Linked DNA regions of Bactrocera dorsalis: region 2 is linked to region 1. Evidence: chromatin contacts called from public Hi-C data. All regions are on one chromosome and are shown on one strand. The core of a region is the stretch at or near the end of the contact, and the rest is flanking DNA. Distances in the headings are between cores, read along the strand shown. Region 1 holds the start of LOC125777750. Region 2 overlaps LOC105222901 (kinase D-interacting substrate of 220 kDa).

The links. A called contact is a pair of places that touch in the nucleus more often than the background predicts.
Region 2: a Hi-C map of whole body shows a contact between it and region 1, with 2.5 times the contacts expected there. The contact joins the enhancer-like site here to the promoter of LOC125777750 in region 1. A contact is called at or near these places in 2 of 2 Hi-C or Micro-C datasets (both in whole body).

What each region holds. Positions count from the first base shown.
Region 1 is chr3:69,449,397-69,452,096 of ASM2337382v1, reverse strand. It overlaps LOC125777750, which reads left to right and starts at 1,333. Exons shown (of 2, transcript XM_049453205.1): 1 at 1,333-1,465. All of the region lies in intron 1 of LOC105222901 (kinase D-interacting substrate of 220 kDa), which reads right to left.
Region 2 is chr3:69,499,982-69,502,681 of ASM2337382v1, reverse strand. LOC105222901 (kinase D-interacting substrate of 220 kDa) reads right to left here. Exons shown (of 14, transcript XM_029548934.2): 4 at 2,187-2,627; 5 at 598-2,115; 6 at 1-539. Among protein-coding and RNA genes, the nearest start is that of LOC105222900, 20 kb to the left of the region's middle. Within about 2 kb of position 1,316, the one cell type or tissue checked has open chromatin away from gene starts, as enhancers often do.

The sequences.
Region 1 (2,700 bases), core at 84-2,583:
CGGATAGCACTTCTAAGCGTCTGCATCAGCTTTTTTTTTTAGATAAAAAAGTATATATTTGTTACAAATAAGGGAGTAGTACTATCATTGAAGTTAAAGCGTCAAAGCTGCCTATGTAAGTAGAGGTGTATAATTTCTCACAGGGTCTGTACCACACACAAGCATTGTGCATCAATAACAATATGCAGACAAAAGGTACACGGTAGACCGTATATATGTGCAGTATACACGAATGTTTGTACGTGTATGTGTGTGTGCAAATAAAGATTCTTATCAGTTAGTAATTGCAAAAATGTTATATGACAACGAGAGATTATCAGCTTCAGCGCTACAAGTGGCGGCAGCACATACGCACAAACCGAGTTATTTATGTGCAAAATTGTATATTCATACATATGCATATGTATATGGGTATATAGTATGTATAATACATATATATTAACATTTTACTATGTGCGCGCGTATGTATTTATGTGTTTATTGTATTTGAAGCGACAGTCCATGTCCGCGGCGAACAAACAAATAGGAACGCGATAACTAAAAATAATAAACAAATAAAAAAAGAACTCATAGCGCTATATGCCTGTTGTTGCCAACAGTGTTTTTTACCTGTATCGAGCTTCCGGTCTTTTGTAGGGACAGACGCAAAAATCCAAAAGGAAAAATACTGCCATAATTGCCAGAGTCACGGCGAATTTGCAAAGCGGCGCCAGCAGCCGCGCTCGATGGGCTGCGACAGGAGGGCGAAGCCGAGGCGGGATTTAGCGGTGACATTTCGGAGAAAGCGCGACCCATTTGCATGAGACGCGGCGGAGTGCGGCGCGTTTGTTCGCCGACAGCGCCCTCCTCAGGCGCCTCATCCTCTTGGGTGGTGCTGAGCGCTTTCTTCATAATAATTTTTTCACTTTTAACTTTTAAGTGTAAGGAAATTTGTACAACAATAATAACAAAAATTATTTGTTGGATGGGAAGCACAAATTTATTTTTTTACGAATTTCACACTTTTTCGTAACTTTTTTTTTTAATTTTCTAAAACACACACACACGCGCGCACAGTTTGGAGTAAAAGTCATCACAATTTCGTTCGAAAGCAAATCAAAATTAATGTACAAAAAGACAAACAAACATATGTACTTGTACATATGTATATAGTAAGGAATGTTCACCGTTCGCCGCGCGTGGCGTGGTTCCGAGCAGCGTGCGGTAGGCGGGGTGATGGGGCGGCGTATACTAGTACACGTCTATGAATGTGCGAATTTAGTCGTCTGCGCGGCGAGTGACTAAACTCAACTAAATAGCGGCGTGCGCGCGCGAGCTGACTAATGGCGCGTATCAACTCGAACTACCGTTAAACCAATCATTAGGCTCCGAAAACAAAGGCCACACAGGCAGCAGCGTATTTTTGCGATTTTACCCCATTTAACGCTGAGCCGTGGAAATCACGGACCTCTAATAATGTAGTTATGTATATGCTTTCTTCACTTCACTGATTAGTTTAGTCTCGCCGCGCAGCTCCCGTAACCGCGCGTCGCTGACAGTGACTGCATAAAAATGCCCGTCGTAGTCTGTCATAAACCGCCAGAGCTGAGACAATGTACGGTACTATCATAGAATGCACTGCAGTCCCGGCATACATATGTATGTACCCACACGTCTAGGGGTAATTTGTATGTCAAAGCTGATAGACAGCTCGATGAGATAAGAGCTGCTTACACAGACGCATAGCGGCTTAGTGACTCTGTGAAGAGCAAATTTTTGTGTTGAGTAAAACAATTTTATTTGGTAAACAAAATGTTTTTGGTGGTTTTCGACAGCGTACCGCATACATATGTAGGTATGTATGTATGTATATACATAGGACCAACTTGTTATATTATACTGAAGCGCTCAACTACTTGCACAGCCAAGGCAATTATGAGCACCATTTAGTATTTTGATGTTCTATTATACATACATACATACATACATATTTGCTCAGCATAAACACTCGGCCGCTCACCTCATCAGCAGACCTGACGCAGTCGACATACGTTCGAGATAATCAGCTGAAAAGCACAGGTGGCTTTCTTTTTGTTTAGAAACAACTACAATTATGAGTAAAACAAATGCAGCCGAATATAGAATAGTTGTTCCAACAGTTGATAATACAAAGCTTTGAAAGCAAAGAGAGCTGGTGATGAACATAGGGCTTCAGGTCAGTAGAGCACAGTTACAAATTTTTATATTTTGTGAGATACTGCTCAACTTCAGAGTAGTTTTTCGCGCACTTATGGTTACATAGATAGATAGATAGATAGTGTTATGAGGTAATGCACCGCGACCTAAAGTCTATTGTGCCCTCTCCTGTATCGCATGTCTTCCCAGAGTCCCAACGGTCTGAATAGTTCCAGGAGTTTGCCGGACGCTACTGAGATGATATGATCCCTGCTGATATAAATGGGATCCAGGGCCTTAAGCCTTTTTCCACAGATTGCTGTGCAATCCAGGATTAGGTGTGCTGGTTTTTCCTGTTCCAGGTCGCAGAACCGGCAGTTAGCACAGAAGACCATGCCCATGTTGGACAGGTGTTTCCTGAGCTTGCAGTGCCCTGTGTAGATCGCGACGAGGAGACGGAATTTGTCACGGGGGAGGCGAATCAGTTCCTTGAACCAGGAGAGATTTTACCCTCCTAGAAGCAGCTTGGCGTGGCGCATACTTGCT
Region 2 (2,700 bases), core at 67-2,566, 51 kb before region 1:
CCCTGCGGATTCTGACCCAAACGATGCAAATTCGAGCCAATAGAACTGGCCACCGACTCGGAGAGACGCATCTTCTTGCCGCTGCGTCCGGGATTGTGCGAGGTGCGCAGTTTCTCTTGACTGGACATTATTTCTGATGCATTGGACAAGCGACGTGCCGACACCGAATGTCCCAGTGTTGGACCATCCTCGTTAGGGAACTCACTGTAGTTGCGTTTGAAGAGCATAGCGGTCATTTGTGCGCGTTGCACTTTACGCAAACCAGAGTTCTGCAAGTACACCGGCAAGTGCACCAAATTGCGCAAGAAATCATGGCCACCAATGCCACCTTCGGTGAAGAGACGTCTGCTATTAGCCTCTGCTGCTTTGGCAATAACATGCGGGTCGACAGCGATGAGCAGAACAAATGGACGATTCGGCGAGGAGAGCAGCGTTTGTATGGCGTTGAGCACACAAAGTATGCGCTCCGTATCACATGAGTCTAATGCGTCCACCACGCCCACAAGACGGCTTTGCTGATTCGTAAAAGCATCCAGGCACTGTGGGGGCACAAGCATATTTATTGCAAGTTTTTACTGCGAAATCACACCTACTTACCTTCACCATATCGGTCATAAGCGCCACCTCGGCGCCCATTGCAGTCAGTGGCGCGCCCTCATTAAGACGCACCGAGCGACGCAAATGGCGCCCTTGTGAAATGAAGAGCGAACCGAATGCCTTCGCCAGTCCGTGTAAATTCGTGCAGATAATAGTCACTAATATCGCGCAAATTACATAAATCGAAACGAGTATACTTTCTTGTTCCTCAGCCGAAGCGTACGTGAAGTACGCCACCACGAGCGAGATACCCGTAATAAGTGTTAACAGACATAACTCGAAAATGATCACAAGCGGCATGCAACACATGCGACGCCAACGCCAACCGGATGTCACTTTTAACGCCTTGGGACGAAACGCGCGATACAAGCGTGTCGACAGCCAACCATAGTGCGATTCGATGGCTTCATAGAGCGCAGCCAACATATGTGTAACCGCACTCTCGCCCGTAGGCGACGCGCTACTCGCCTCAGCAAAGTGAAAACGCACCGGCTTCGCTTGTGCGTCCGCTTGCGCGCCGGGCGGATGACAGAATGCCACTTGTAATATGAGACGTAGACGACCGAAGCGCTTCATAATGCCATGTTGCACCGAATAGGCCCAGTAGACGTCCATATGGTTGTTGGCATAATTAATACTGGCAAGCAGGAGGTATGTGAACACTAAATAAAGCACTGCCGCTATACCTCCCCACATGGCAGACCACGAAGATAGGCCGACTACGGTGCCCAGTACTAGCGCAATGTGCAGATTTACCAGGAACATCAAGCCACTCGTATTGATGGGCGGTTCCGCCCACTGGCGCGCGAAATTATTCATCTCATCGCGTAGTTTGTTGAGCAGAAAACTTTTACCGCTACCCCATTTGGCGTACAAACCGACCGTAATGGGTGTGGTTAGCGTGGGTTCACTCAGTACATCAGCCAAAGCGGACGAGTACAATTCATAGCCGAGCATGCCTTCCGAGTCTTCATTCGTATTGAGACGACGCGCGCCAAACACCTGTCCCAGTATAGTTTTTTGATGTATGGTATCGATATTGTATGGCGTCTCACCGGCTTTATTGGCTCTGTACAAGAGTTGACTATTTTTGGGGTTGCGCAGCAATGCCTCCACAATCGCTTTGGAACGCGCGCGCATAGCAATGTGCAAGCAGGTGTCACCGCGCTTATCGCTCGCCGTCACCTTTGCCTTGCGATCCAACAGCATTTGCACCATTTCCAGATTACGATTGCGCACGGCGCGCAGCAGCGCGGTATCACCGTCTTTAGTCGCCGCCTCAAGATCGGGATTGGTGGACAATAGCATCTTTACGATATGCGTGTGACCTTTCTCCACCGCGGTGTATATAGCGGTTTTCCGATCCTTGCCTTGTATATCGACATCAGCATGCTTCTTAAGCAGCGCTTCAACAACGCCACGATGACCACCCTTGACGGCATGTATGAGGGGCGTATCGCCGGCACGATCTTGTATGTTGATGTAGGCGCCAGCGGCGATAAGAGCCGCGCATATTTCCTACGGGAGAAATAAGGAATCATCGAATTATTTTTATAGCATATACTAAATTGACGGCGCGCTGTACCCACCTGGAAGCCCTCACGACTCGCAATCGCCAACGCTGTCATGCCATCCTTATCCAGCGCATTAACATTGGGTTTCTTCTCCAGCAGTGAGGTAACACAGTCTGTATGTCCACCTGAGGTGGCTACCAGCAGTGGTGTCCACGAATACATGCCCGCTGTGTCGACATTAGCACCGGCCTTTAGTAGCGTATCGACAATCTCAGCATTGCCTTTGCGGCACGCCCACACCAAGGCTGTTGTGCCATACTTGTCGCCGACATTCACCTTAGCACCGCGTTGCACCAACAATTCAACAATATCTCTGAAGCCACGACCTGCTGCCCACAGCAGTGGACCCAAATGATAATTGCCATGCACATTCACGTCCGCGCCTTTCTCGAGCAGAAAACGCACCAGATCGGTGTGGCCACGGTAAGCGGCCCACATTAATGCCGTCCAACCGCCCTGTTCAAAAGAGAGAGGGAGAAGCACGACAAGTGTTAAGGAGAAGCGTTCGGCGAGGTATGTTATGCAAAAA